Regions from separate parts of the Rattus norvegicus genome. Here region 1 is linked to region 2. The links are chromatin contacts, called in public Hi-C maps. All regions are on one chromosome and are shown on one strand. Each heading gives the region's core, a stretch centred on a gene start, on an enhancer-like site or on the middle of the called end of the contact. The rest is flanking DNA. Distances are from core to core; before and after follow the strand shown.

Evidence for each region. Hi-C and Micro-C count contacts between places; a contact is called where the count stands out from the background.
Region 1: a contact with region 2 is called in a Hi-C map of mammary epithelial cells, with 2.3 times the contacts expected there. The contact joins the promoter of Sned1 here to the enhancer-like site in region 2. A contact is called at or near these places in 2 of 12 Hi-C or Micro-C datasets (liver and mammary epithelial cells).

Annotation. Positions count from the first base shown.
Region 1 is chr9:101,220,076-101,227,329 of GRCr8, forward strand. It overlaps Sned1 (sushi, nidogen and EGF-like domains 1), which reads left to right and starts at 1,455. Exons shown (of 31, transcript NM_001413841.1): 1 at 1,455-1,815. The coding sequence starts at 1,603.
Region 2 is chr9:101,162,272-101,169,896 of GRCr8, forward strand. Crocc2 (ciliary rootlet coiled-coil, rootletin family member 2) reads left to right here. Exons shown (of 34, transcript XM_063268171.1): 3 at 5,092-5,242; 4 at 6,240-6,388. Among named protein-coding and RNA genes, the nearest start is that of Crocc2, 10 kb to the left of the region's middle. Within about 2 kb of position 1,875, at least 21 of the 93 cell types and tissues checked have an H3K27ac peak or open chromatin away from gene starts, as enhancers often do.

The sequences.
Region 1 (7,254 bases), core at 205-2,704, 57 kb after region 2:
CAAGTGCTGGGACTAAAGTCACCACCACACCTAGTACCAAGGGCTGATCTATACAGCAGAACATTTCACATCTCCAGCCTTGGCTTACCCCTCTGCCAAACAGAATCACTACACAAAGCTGGAGGGGTGGGCCAGAGGAAGGCAAGCCATGCGCCAGATATAGGGTAGAAGTGGTCAGTGCAAACCAAAATGGTGGTCAGGGGCCGCCTCCTTAAATCTGGTGCCTGGCCCAGAGCTGAGGCAAGGGTGTTAGGAGTCTCACAGTGGTGAGTCTGCTGAGAACATGATCTGTGTGAGCTAGGAACTCCTGGCTGACACAAGGAGAACTCTCTGCTATACTTTAAAAATAATATGCAATGTCCCTTGCTGTAACTGAAACACAGCCCATGCTTCTTAGAGAGATTTCAGGACATATAGAAAAAAAACCCCGCAAAGCCAGTACAAACCAGAATCTCAGTGACAGTTTGGGTTTTTTGTTTGTTTGTTTGGTTGGTTGGTTGGTTGGTTGATTTGTTTGTTTGTTTGTTTTTTCTTGCTTGCTTCTTGAGAGGTAGCATTTTGTCTTTGGGGACCCCAGATTTGGCTTACAAGTCACATGTCACCCAACAGTAGCATCTGGGATCAGACAACATGGTGGAAACTGAAGCTCCAGGAGTCCCCAGGGGGTCACAGAAAGAGACCAGATTGCACCCCTGAGGCAGGACAGCTATTTACAAAGCAATTCTCCAGAAGAGTAAGGAAGGTTAAGGAGCCACAGCCACTGACTTGCCCACGGGGCCTGGGTGACCAGCCTACCCGGTTTCCCTAACATTGTGATACAAGACTAATCCCTTCAGGAAAAGCTGTTACAGGAGAGAAAGCTGTGCAAGTCTTCGAGTCTCCCAGACCCAAGGTTCATCCTCAGTGAAACCAGATAAGGAACAGACCCTGGGACAGGCTTCAGCTGGTACTGAAAGTTAATGCCCTAGGCTAGGGCTGGGGTGTGGCCACACAAGGTTCATTTAAATGTTGCGGGGTGAAGTGGCCCAGACTGACATTCAATAAGGAAAAGCCAGATGCTCTGGCCTGACTGGGACCCCAGAGGACGCACAGGAAGCCTGTTCAAAATCAGGCCTTAGGGCAACAAGTCAGCTTCGGAACTGCTGGGTTAGCCCAAGCCCCTCCTGTGGGCAGGCCCTAAGCTGGTGACAGGAGAATGTAAGTCCTCACCTCAAGATAGCCCAAACGCAAGGGAGCAAGAGGGCCTCCGGTCTGGAGGTGGAGCCACCCCAGTACTAGTTCGACTTTAATGAGCCTGGAGACAGGAGGGCCTGGGAGCTGCGCTCTGGCCCCCTCCCACCCAGAGGACCAGCAAGTTAAAAATGCCACTATTTGCATGATCCCGCCTCTCCCCGCCCTTCCCGGGTGGCCGCCTGGGCAGGCTATTTAAACCCGGGTCCCCGCGTTAGGCTGGCGGTCTGCGGTCCTGCCTCGCACCTTCCTGAGCTGAGCGGGTCCCCGGAGTGTGACCCGAGCTAGCGGGAGAGGACGGTGCGGCCAGTCGGCCGTGCGGTGACTATAGCCACCTGCCCGAGCCCCGTGGCCCGCCCTCTGATCTTGGCGATGCGCCGTGGCGCCGCCTGGGCGCTGCTGCTGGCCGCAGCCCTGGGGCTCGGGGCGCGCGGGGTGCGCGCTGCGGTGGCCCTCGCCGACTTCTACCCGTTCGGCACGAAGCGTGGCGACGCCGTCACCCCGAAGCAGGACGACGGCGGCTCAGGGCTGCAGCCCCTCTCGGTGCCCTTCCCGTTCTTCGGCGCCGAGCACTCAGGACTCTACGTGAGTAACCCCGAGCTCGAGGGGGCTCCGGGGAGGGCGCCGCTGCCCTCCACCCCAACTCGCGCTGCCTCCGCCGCCAGCAACTTGGCACCGCGGCAGGCAGAGGTGGAATGAGGACAGCGCTTCCTCTCTCCCGCGGCCAAGGCCGGACAGCGGCTGGCGGGAGAGGCGTGGGCAGGGCGGGGCGAGCAGCCGCCAGGGCACCTAGGCGACAGCCAGGCCAGCGGAACGCGGCGCGCCCCTGCTGCTCATGGCCCGACCTGTTTGGGACGTTGGCAGAGTTCGACAGGCTTCCTCAGAGCTACGGGCACCGCAGTGCCTAGCGGGGAACCTCTGTGTTCCTTCACAGAAAACTATATGGCAGTGGGCACATAGCCTCTGGCCACAGTTTCCCCAGTGGGGCATCTGGCTTGTGATGGTCTCAGCTCTCTCTAAGCCATTCCAGCCTCACCCACAGTTAACACCCAAGCGCTGGGCCAGAAGGAGTTCTGGCATGAATTCCTTGCAGTTGACCTGCGCTGGGCAGGGCTGGCAGCTAGGGGCAGTGTAGAGGGGTTTACACCTCCCCGCCCCAGACCCTCCCCCCATCTTAGTCCGGAGGTTGTCCACTGAGATCAGACCCTCTAAACAGGGCTCCCAAGGGTAATTCCTCTCCCCATCCCCAGACACGGGTGCAGGAGAGGTCTCAGTGGTGACAAAGCGCCAGTCTCCATGTTCTCAGAGTCTGACCCTGAGCCAGTCACCTGTGCACAGACAAAGGGATGAGCTGTGGTGAAGCGACCACTTTGCACCAGCCTTGCCGTCTCCTGAATTACCCAAATCCACTTAGAGATGCCTGAGCCAACGTGGTCTATAGTTAAAACCCATGTTCTTACACACCCTCTGCCATGTCCAACACCAGTTACCATTAGCTCTCCCAACCATTCTGTCATTAGTACCACCTCGTCCACGATCAGTGCCTCCTCTGGCACACTTCCCTCTGCCATAAGCACCGCTGCCCTCAGCGGCCATATTGGCATCCCTGCCATCTTGAACACTGCCTCCATAACCAGTCACATGGTCCGCATTACCATCCTCCTGACTGACACTGTTCATGGGTCCTGTCCACCACCAACACCATCTTCAGAACCCTGCACCCCACAGTGACCAGCATCGTCCACACAGTCCACCGCTGTAACACTCCACAGCCTCATGGTTGACTTCCCTGCCTCCTCACCTTGGTGGCAGTGTCTGGTGACATGACCATGGAGGGGCATAGAGAGAGAAGAAAGGCAGAAAGACATCCCTGAAAATCCTTCCGACTGGGCAGAGTGAAGACTTCTGCTAGTAGGTGGTAGACAGGAAGAGCTGTGTTCTGGGTCTGCCCAGCAGGAAGAGGAATGCGGAACTGTCAAAATGTTCTTTAAGCATTCTGGCCCGGCTTGGATTTTCCACTCCTAGTCACAGGTGAAAATATTAAGTGGTTGACCTTCTTAACATGAGAAACCGACCTCTGGCTCTTAGGAAAACACACGCCCTACCAGAGCCTCTCCCTGAAACACAGATACTCTTTAGAAAACAGTCACTGGTGTGGTCATGGTGTGCACAGTGAACCTCCCTGATCTCTTTGCTCAGTGGGAAAGAACATGGAGCTCTGGGAAGCCGTGCCCATACATCTGGCCTGAAACAGCACTTGGGGCACAGGCCTGGGCGACTGCCAGGGTTATCTGGAGGAAAGGAGGCGATGACTCTGGCGCACGGTGTCTGCTGAGTGTCCCAGTCTCACAGAGGCTGAGAGGGCCCTAGATGCCTCTGTCTGGCCCTCATCCATCTCCACATAGTGAGTTATGGTGTCGGTAGCTCTCCCGGCCCTGACAGCTTGTCTAAGAGTAGGCTCTCAGGCGTAGTGAGTGAAAGAATGACTGCCCCATCTCTCTGTGTCGCTCCACATCCTAGGGAAAGCTGGAAGTGCCCTGTGTGAGACTGGTACTGTTTGAGTCTCCCTTAGGGACGCGCAGACATGTTCTCTCAGAGTGACAGCTCCATCTTGAGGGTGGCTCCTATCTAGAAAGGACCTTGCATTCGGTCACTTTCTTGCGTCATAGTAACTGGCCCCGGAGTTGTTGAGAGCATGTGTTGTTGCTTAGCCCTTTGAACGCAGGTAAGGAGAAGCTCCTGGCGGGTGTGGGATACTGCCCACCACCTGCTGCCTGGAAATGTTACTGCCAGGTTTGTAGGAAAGACTGGAAGCTGTGGTATGGCCGGCTGGGTCTCAGTCTTGTCTTAGTTGGCACTGGGAGCCCCCACTATGGCCTTGGCCAGCATATTACCTGTCAGCATCTGCTCCTTAATTGTCAGAAAAGGGGGAGCCACTTGAGTGCCGTATCCTTCAGGGTGCTGGGCTCCTACAAGGTGGTACAGTAGCTGTAAGCATGGGTCTTCCACTTGTATATCCAACCTGATCTGGATGAAGAGGTGAACAGGGTGGTGGCCCTCTGGAAGGTCACCTCCAGCCATTCTCCAAGTGGATCCTCCAGTGGTACTGAGCCTCATGCCCTCTGACCTCCCTGACACATACTATACTGGTCTTTGGGAAAACTCTGGGGCCAGAATGTGGATCCTGGGGTGGGAAAACAACAAGGATTTACAAGTCAGAGAATAGGTCCCAAAGGCAAGAAGGACTGTTAATAGACTGACTTGAACCCTTGCTGACCAGTTCATCAGTTCTCATACTCTGGAGGCAAAGCTTGACTCCACACTATCCAATGAGCCTGTGCTGGTCTCCCCGCCCTTAGAGAACAGCCCTGGCTCTGCCTTTCGGACACTGGGCCCAGAGCAGCTTCTTGTGTTTCTGTCAGCATGCAGTCTTGTTATTCCTTGGTGTTCCGGTTTAACTCAGGCAGAGCAGACAGTGGTTTCTCCCTCTGTCTGATGCCAGGTTCTACTTGTACATGGTCCCGGGTCTCAGCAGGTCACTGTGTGTCAGCGGGGATTTTCTAGATGACCAGAGCTGGCAGCCAGACATCCTGTACAGTGACAGTTAGACTTGGGGAAGTAGAACCAGGCTGCAGTGAGAAGTGCAGGTGAGGAAGCCCAGCTTAGTCTGAGAATTCAGACTAATAACCCACAGGTTTGAGTGACTGTCCACCTGCCTTCTTACTGTGCCCTCATAGTGGGACCCAACCTGAAGTCCTGTTTCTCTGAAACAAGGTCCAGGCATCTGTCCCCTACAGACGTATCTTCACTGAATGCCCGGCTCCTGGCCTGCCTTACTGTCCGCCCTCTCTACTTGTAGACAGACTCTCTGGCATGAAGAACATCAATGTGATGCTGTGTTTCTACCCCTGCCCACACTTGCCTGGTTCTAGTGGCTCTGACACTTGTCTTAAGACTAAGATGTGAATCCCCTAAGGGCCCAGGACCACAGGAGAGGGCGTTATGTAGAGAGGGACAGCACAGACAAACAGCCCGGCTAGGGCAAGCATGGCTTCTTGTTCTGACTTCTAAAACACTCACAGCATCATAATGGTTGTGACATTTATTTCCTCTCTGATAAGGGCAAAAGGATGTGAGGTTGAACGTTTTCTAGCTGGCCTGTAGTCTGTCTGCCTTTCTCTCTTTCTTTCTTTCTTTCTTTCTTTCTTTCTTTCTCTCTCTCTCTCTCTCTTTCTTTCTTTCTTTCTTTTCTCTTTCTTTCTTTTTTGATGGAAGTGTTTATGCTTCCTTACATTTAATATGGATAAACCTGTATAGCTTTTGTGTTCAACAAGAGGGCCTTACCACCAGGTTGTGGAGAGTGACCAATTACCAATGACTCGAAGGCTCGAGTACAGGCTAATGTTAGGGGGGCGGCATACGGAACTGCTTTGGCCAACATTCTGTCTTTGAATAGAACTTTACCCCTTCAAATACAGTGCCAGGCATCCAGCTATTTCCCCATGCTGCTTCATGCTGTTGCCATAGTTTCATGGCTGTCATAAGCCCAAATAAACAGCCGATTGTCATTTAGGGAGGTTTTTAGATTGGATGGTCTTCTCTGTTTACCCAGGCTGCCACTTCCAGACCTCCCTATATCTTACTATTCTAACGTGGCTTCCTGGAATATTTCTTGTAGGATTCACTGGCTGAGCGTCCGTACTCTAGTCTGAGAAGCGTATCGATTTCTATTCGTTTCAAAAGCTATGTCTGCAGCATGGATGTAGAATTCTGGGTTGGGCATTCCATTCTTAAAGAAGGTGTCTGTCCCACTGGCTATGCATGTGCACAGCTCCTAGCATTCTCACAGCGCCACTGGGTCTAACGTGTCTTCTTCCCTCTCACTGCTTCCAAGAGTTCCCTCTGGCCAAGCATATCACTGGGAGTCATTTTGTCATGATAACGTTTAGAACAATAGGATTTTACCCTAGGTCTCTGGGCTATCTAGTCTCTGGTTCTTGGTCACTCAAGCAGTGTCAGTTTTAGGCTCCATCTCGTGGAGTAGGCCTTAAGTCAAATCAGATACTTGTTGGTCACTCCCACAGAGTGTGTGCTGCCATTGCCCTAGCCTATCTCACAGGTGTCACGCCACCGTACATCAAAGGGTTGGCGGCTGGCTTGGTGCTATCTTCCTGTACCAAAGACACTGGGATGTAGGAATGAGGGCTCTTTGCAGGCACCATCTTGACTTCTCCATGTTCAGTGGGCTGTGTGTTGTCTTTGGCAGTAGGGCCTTGCTGTCAGTTTGTGAAAAGCAGTCTGAAGTCTTGGCAGCAGCGTGGGTTATTTGGGGATTCCCATGGGATCCCTTTGGCCCACAATTCAATTAGATGTAACCCAACCCCAGTAGTGGAGATGGCCTGTTGGGACTCTGTGTCTCTCATTATTTGACAATTTCATTTAGATCACCTCCATATATGTGTATATTTTAAGATGCTTCTGTATTAGGTGTCCATACGACCCTTCAAACATCCTTTACTGTTAGCCGTCTCTCCCACACATTCCCTTCCTCATTTCCTCTCTTCTCCCCTCCCCCACCTGATCCTCCTGTCCCAGCCCCCCCCCCAATATCCTTCCATAATTATCTACTCTATTTCCCTTTCCTAATGAGATCTATCTCATTATAAGGGTGTGGGATACCTCACTCAGGATGATTTTTTTTTCTGGTTCCATCCATTTGCCTGCAAATTTCATGGTGTCCTTTTTTTTTTTTTTTTTTTTTTTTAGAAAAACATCTGTGTAATACTCCACTGTGTAAATATACCACAATGTCTTCATCTATTCATCTATTGAAAAAACATCTAGGTTGTTTCCCGTTCCTGGCTCTTATGACTATAGCAGCAATGAATATGTTTGAGCAGGTGTCTTTGGGCATATGCCCAAGAGGGGGAGGGATAGCAAGTACTTGAGGTAGACTGATTGAGTTGGGGTGTTTTCAGATTTACTGACAGTCCGATCTGCAGTGGCCCAGCCTCGTACAATACC
Region 2 (7,625 bases), core at 625-3,124:
AGAGATGGTGAATTAGCTCATGCGTTTTCCATGTCTGCATACTGGCCTTCATTATCTCTGTGTCCTACCATGCCTGCTACAGGAAGACCCTGCAGGGCTTTAGGGGAGGGGCCTGCTGCTGGTTCTGTAAGAGGACCCCAGGAAGTCCACCAAGGACTAACTCCAGGGAGAGGGGAGCAGCTGGGACTTCACACTCACGTGGTTCCTGTTTAGTTTGGCTGGGAAAACAGGAACCAGCCCTCACCACCTCAATTGTATCCCTACAGAGTTCAATGGATTTTATTTGTTTTGTTTTCTCCTCTACCCGCAACCTGGAAGGAGAGTGCTGGGCTCACCCTCTGGGGACCACTTTTGGTACCTGCCAGGCCCAGTTGGGCTCTGACTTTTAAGCCAAGAGGGGGAAGATCTGAGTGGTCTATTCTGTCCCCACTGTTTGAAGCAGCAATGAAAGGACACCCCACCCCTGCATCTCCACCCCCTCCCCATAACCCCACCTTTCACACAGGCCAACCCCTTCAAGAAGCCCCTTGTGGTGGGGACACTTGACACTTCCTCCCACCCAACCTAGACAGCAGCTCTGAGAACTGGGAGAGGTCTTGCACCTCAGAGCCTGGGCTCCCATTGGTCCCTGCCCTTCCTGACTAGTGGTTGTGCTTGAGTGTTGCCTGGATTTCCCTTCAGGGTGATCCCCGCCCCAGATCTTGAAGGAACACACATAGAAGGGTCATGCCTGTGGAGCAGGGTTGGGGATAGGATGGGACCCTAAACCGGAGCCCATTCTTGTGGTGTGCTCTTTTCCTGGATACAGACACTCTGAGGGCTGGAGCCTTTTCCCTGGGCTGAGTTTCTCCATGGGCAACAACCGCTGCTCCCCTGAATGTTTGAGTCAAGATCCACAATGGGGGAGGATACATACCCCACCCTCAGAACTCCCTGCTCAAGTCCGTCTCCGGGCAAGGGCAAAAGTGCAGCGTGAGGTGCCTAGGCCACAGGAACATAGAGCAGCCAGTTAACTTCACAGACAATGGCATGACATATCTATGTGCACTGTGTGTTGAAGGCACCATGGGCCCCTCCTCAGTTCTCTTAGAAAGGAGTCCTGCTCTGACACAGAAGGTGAGGTAAAGAGGCCTGTCCCCCTAGGTAGGACTCCCTCAACAGGACCACAGCCAAGTGAGAGGCAGTGGTGTTTGTCCCCACTGAGCCTCCAACACACCCATTTGGAGCAAGATCTAGATGCATAGGCTACTGACAGGGGCATTGGCCTCCCTAGGGTGTTTGGCATGGGTCGGGCTGACCAAAACACACACGGGGGTGGGGGGTGGGGGGGTGCAGTAGGAAGTAACGAATATGGTCTTTTAGGAAAGTGACTATTGAGATCCCTTTTGCCCAGCCTTGGTATCCTTCCCACAATCTGAGCCCCCTCCCTGAGGCTGTCCCACTGCCGAGCTACAACTTTCCCCAGGCTAAATAGTTAAGACCCTGGCCCTAGAGATGGTGATCCACCCAGGCCGGGGAAGCCATTGGTGGGCAATGGACAGAGCCTGCGAGGCAGACGCTGAAAACCCCCCTAGCCCCACTCCCCACCACGACCTGACTTGGTTATGGGGAAGGAGGCGGTCCTGGGTTCCGGGATCCCAGGGGATCCAAGCCCGGGTCAGCACAGACCTCCTTGCACGTTGTAGCAGAGCCCCGCGCCCCTCCCCCGCGCCATTTGCGTGGAGGCGGGGCAGCCCTCGCTTGCAATCCTCCCGTGCGCAGGGGACTGGAGGCGGGAGGGGAGGGCTGGCTGCCAGGGACGCGCCCCTCCCGCTCCCCCTCCGCACCCCTCCTGCTCTGGCTGGGCGTCGACCCATCGCAGGCACCGGGCCACAGCTGGAACCTATTACGCCCCCAGAGCCTCTCGGGACGTCCCGGCTAATAAGTGACCCTCTGTAAACGTTAGGAATGAGTCAAGTTTGTGCTGCGCCGCTGCTTTCCCGTTAGCGGGTGGCGCCGCTGATGCTCCGGGGAGAGGAGGGAGGGGAGGCAGGGTCCTTCCGGCCTGGAGGGAACCTCTGAATGGAGCCAGCATCATGTCTTTTAATCTGGGGGACCTAGGGTTCTGTTCGCTACCGGACTAGGCCTTAGTTTCCCCCTGTGCAAAACAGGAGGCTCGGGTAGCAATGGCTGGGTCCTTCCCGCTCTAACTCTTAAAAGGGCAGCAGCGGCCTTGGTGGTCTGAGCACCCAGAGTTGCCTGGCCAGGGAGGAAGCAAAAAGGAGAGCCATGCTCCTCACCAGTGGAGCCGCTGCACCCAAGGAAGGCTGTTTACCACCCACTCAGAGCAAGTGGGAGGTCCTCTGGAGGAAAGAGAAGTGAGGGCACCTTACCAAGACCACCTAGGGGAGTTAAATGCAAAGCCTTGGAGAAGGTTAAGTCTTTCCCCAGCCTGAAGGGGTAGGTTAACCAGGCTCTGGGCTCACTCACTTGCAGCATCTGACATTTGCAGGGCTCCCAGGGACCAGGGTAGGCCCTGTCCAGAGCCTTGCAGAATCTGGATATTGGAGTGACTCCAGTCTAGCCAGCTTAAGAGAGGAATTGATACATTTAGGATAACTAGGTGAACGCCATGGCTTATCTCCACAGAGACATTCAGAATTCAGAGTGGGAAAAGGCCTAGCTACAGTGGGGAGGAATGGGTAAGAATAGTGGGGTGCCTGGAGAAGCAGGGCCTCCCCACCAGCCCAGGCCTGGGAGTCAGGACCAGTAGAGCTGCAGACTAGAAAAGGTCTTCCGTGAGCTGGGAGTCAGGAGGCTTCTGAGCATCACCTGAAGGGACTCGGTGGGAAAGGGATTTGGGGAGTCCCACTGTGGAAGAGAACCATGGCTACTGTCCTGGAAATCTTTGGGAGTGGGGAACCCTGGCATTAGTTACAGGTCATTAAACCACTGCCTTCAAATTCTAACATCCTTCATGCACAGAACAGCACATGCTATTCTTAATCCTCAACTCGTAATCCTATACCTAGAAGTTCCCTGCTGACATAGACCTGACGAGGTCTTTATCTCAGGCTCATTCCTTCCCCAAAATATGTGCCTCACCCAACAAAATCCTTCAGAGAATCTGAGACCCTAAAGACCGTGTCTGGGTGGGAATCATCAGTGGGAAAGAAGGCACTCCCGAGGTGTAGGTGACCTTGAGTTTTAGATGTACAACCTGAATTTCCAAAGCCAGGGGCCTATACCACTAAGCCTTGAGATCGAGAGACTTATATGGCTCTGAGCTTTTAAAGCCAGAAGCGTATGGCTTGAGGTGCTTGAGGCAGAGTTCTAGTGCTCTGGGCTCAGAGAACTTGTCAGTATCCTCAGTTCTAGGCACCGAGACTCTTGCCTCTGAAACCATCAGTAACTTTCCCAAAATCTTCTGGGGCTTGCAGTCCCTATAGTCTAGACTCTGCCTTTGGCTCTCACTGAGTTTCAGCTTTTCTTAACTTCTCAGTTTCTGCTCTCAGCTGCTCTCATATATATATGCTCATAGCTTCAGATGTCAGGGTTCTTAGCTCCCCACAACACCTTGGGACCCTTTAAAGCAACTGCTGCTACTTTTGCTAAGACTTGGAAACTCGGGATCTTGTCTCCAATTCATACAACCAGCCCAGGCTGCCTCACTCATGATAAAGATCACAAATGGACAAACAAGCCATTCAAAAGGAGGTTTTTATTGGGTCTGATCTTGCAACACAGGAGTGCCGCACACAGGAGAGGGCACTATCCCGAAAGCAGCGACCAGCAAGCTGCTTAGATATCTGGAAAAGGCACCACATGCTTTGTGGTCAGCCAAGTACAGACCCCCACGCTGCTCAAGCTGCAGGCTTTTTGTTGAGTTGCTAAAGAGAGTGCTCACGAGCGAGTGATGTCATCCGTTCACGAGGCTGTCCTGCCCCAAGTGAAGTTTGCTCACATCTGTGCAGATCATCTAGAGTAGCTGACACCAGTACAAGGCTCCCAAAACAGGAATGGCAGCCCCAGCACCCCAGCTTGTGCTGTTCCTAGCAGCCATGGGGTAGCTTATGGAGATGTTCACAGCAGCTGGACGACCACGATATCGGTCCAGCTGGTTGCCAAGAATGGGGCTGGTAGTTTCATGGCTCTCTGTTCAAGGCAGCCAGGCACAAGGGAAGAGTGACTACTGTCAAAATCAAATCTCCTAGCCCTCAGCAGCCTAGTTTGTTGGGAGGAAATCATGAAGAGTGTTTATTTACAACTCTGTCCTCCATGCTAGCATTCATAACACTGGAAGGTGCTTACTCTGAGTCAGATCCCTCACAGAGCCAGGCCCCTATGATTTGTCTCTCCAGGACTCCAGGATGCTATTCTAACATTGGACCCATGTGATTTTCTCTCCTGACAGCACATTAGCTCAGGATCCACCAAGAAAGTGGGCCACTCTAGCTCCCCTCTGGGGTAACCTGAAGGGGACATCTCAGAGCTGCTCTCAGAACCGTGCACCCTCTTCTGATCTTTATCCTCTTGTGCCTTTCAAGCCTCACAGGGTCCAGCACACCCCTTATGATGGATGGGCTGCTCAGAACAGGGGCTGGGCTCTCCCTCCTTTACCTGTAGTGTCCCTTCCCCTCCCCTTCCCTCCCCAGGCCTGTGATCACTGGGCGGGGTTTGAGCCAAACTGTTCCAGGTTGGGCAGGGTAGTGGAGGGTTTTTCTGTGGGCAGACACAAAGGCACCTGCTCTGGTCATCCCAGAGAGGCTGGCATGAAGAGTTGGCCCAGGATGCAGCACAGCCTGCTTAGAGTTGGAAAGGGTGAGCTCTGCTGACCTTGGCCAGGAGTCCTTTCAGATACCCATTCTCTTGACTTCCTCGTGTTTGCCAAAGCATTGCCAGGGACTGGCAATTGTGCAATCCCACCCCACAGATGGAGACACTAAGGCGTGTGACCTGAGTGACCAGCCTGTCCCCACTCTGCCACCTTCAGGATGCTTTGCTATGTCGAAGTGACCTCGTGGTGGCTCCCACTGACAACAACGGGCTTGCGTGAGGGGCTTGCGAGTTGTCCTGGGCCTATAAGAACCAGGGCTCTGGGGTGTTTTTCAGAAGTTGGAAGACACCATCCTGAGCCCCATGGCCAGAAGGGAAGACCGGGCGCTAACAGTGCGTGGAGAAGGCCAGCGGGCCTTACCTACTCCTGTGCCAGCCCGTATCCGAGAGATTGTGTCGAGCAGCCTGAGCAAGGAGCCACTCTCAGGTGATGGTTCGAAGATGTCTCAGGCAGCAGGGGAACCTTACAGCAGCAGCACATGGAGCCTGGCCTTGGCCTCACACAGCACATGGAGCCTGGCCTTGGCCTCACACAGCACGTGGAGCCTGGCCTTGGCCTCACACAGCACATGGAGCCTGGCCTTGGCCTCACACAGCACGTGGAGCCTGGCCTTGGCCTCACACAGCACCTTAGGAAGCCATGCAATTAGGACTATCCTGTGACCCTTGGCTACCCATCCCAGACTCTCCTAGCCCCATTTTTCCCAACCACCCTCTCTTCATTGGGTCCTCAGGAGTCATGTTGCTAACTACAAGACTTATCACTGCCAGATGGAGCTGACCTCAGCGCTTGTGACACTGTTACGCCACCCATGTCCTGGTTTTACTCATCTTGGTTTTTTTTTTTTTTTCACCATAGTGAAAAGCCTAAAGGTTGACAGGGACATCCCGAGTTTTGCTTCTGTCTCTCATCTAGGCCCCATGTGTATAGCTTCCTTATCAATGCACTGCAGGAACAGGTTCCAAAAGGGTCAATCCCTGCATGGAGGCCAAATAGTAGGCAGGCTCCCTAATCACCAGCCGAGCTCACCAGTCACTTCTGCAGGGGTCTGGTGACTCCTTTGTGTTGTAACGGTCCGTCTGGTCTATTTCCTAATGACTCCGGGCTACCGCTGGGCCCTGGGAAAGGACTGAGAAACATCACTACATGTTTGAAAAAGCAGCTTCTTTCTGTGGGCAGGGCCCCGCTAGCCTGAAGCAGCAGCCCCACTCCTGCTCCAGACATGGTGTGATGGCACCCAGTGTCCCCCACACACATGTTTTAATTGGTAGAGACTTGGCCTGGCCATGAGTCGATGGGGTTAAAGATATTGACCAAAGGTACTAGGGATGGGAGGGTGCTCGGTCACAGGAGAGGAAGTGACGTTCCTCATGGCCTCTTCTAGTTGTTTGGGTAGGGCCTGATCTGAATGCTGTACCCACAGGACTGTGGGGACTGCCAGCTACTACAACCCACGCACAGGAGGAGAGTGAGCTCCTGCAAGAGGAGCTGACTCGGTTGGAGGATCTGTTGGCCCAGGCAGATGCTGAGCGGGAGGAGCTGGCCAACAGGTGTCACATGGTCAGCCAGAGGGTGAGTGTGCAGGTGGCTAACAGGTGTCACATGGTCAGCCAGAGGGTGAGTGTGCAGCTGGTACCTACAGCAGTGTGCACAGCCAAGCCCTTACTGGGGATCATCCTTCAAAACCAGTGATCATTGCTGTGGGCCCATCAGCTGGCCTCAGGACACTGGGCAACAGATGGGGAAAAGGAGGCTAGAGGTCAGCATGTGAAGCAGGATATGTCCCCCTCAGATGGTTGTCTCTCATCTGCTCCAGGATCCCTGTGGGGTGGCCTGGTCAGTGATGACCCACTGGTCCAGGCCTTACCAATTACAACCACAAAGCCAGCTCCTGAACAGGGGAGAAAGCTAGGAAGGACTGGCCCCCGAACCAGGGCAGAGCCTGTAGGTCCAGCCCCCTGGCCTTTCTCACATGTACTACAGCCTCTGGTCACCAGCCAGGCCTCAGAGTGGGAGGAGGAGAGGTCGCCTCTGAGGCATAGGCTTCAACCAGGGGTTATTCAGGGATGTCAGTGAGCTAGAGAAACTCGGGCAGAAGGTGAAGGTGGTTTCTAGGCCAGAGCCCTTTCATGCATTGTCCTCTCTGAGTCACACGACCTTCACAGGCAGAACCAGGCACGGTAGGCACAAGATAAGTGAGAACAACCCATGGGGTGGTGGTGGTGGTGGTGGTGGTGGTGGTGGTGGGGTTCTGATCCCCCAGCATCTATGGGACCAACCTGAGCTCCGTGTGGCAGGACAAATGAGAACACCAGGGCTCAGCTCTGGCCAATGGTCCCCTAAGGCAATGGTTCTCATCCTGTGGGTCGCAGGAAAACCACTTGGGACCAGACCTCCCATGTATCAGATATTTACATTATGGTTCACAACAGTGGCAAAATTACAGTTATGAATTAGCAGTGAAAATGATTTTATGATGGGGGGGTCTTCCCAACATGAGGAACTCAATTGAAAGGTCACAGCATGAGGAACATGGAGACCCACTGCCCTTAGGTCATAGAGCCATGCCTGGAACCAGTGCTGGCCCAGATCTGCTCTTTCTATAGCATGTAACCTGTGGAAACCCCGAGGCCTGGCCTTGCCTACCTGAGGGTCCTAGCAGAGTTCCTAGTGCAATCACACTAGCCCTGAGGTGCCCACCTGCCAACGGACCCCAGCTCTCTGCTGCCCTTCCCACCATACCACTCTATGGGACATGCCTTTTTCTTCAGTCCCCTACCCAAAGAGTCCCTCTAAGAGAGAGTGCGAG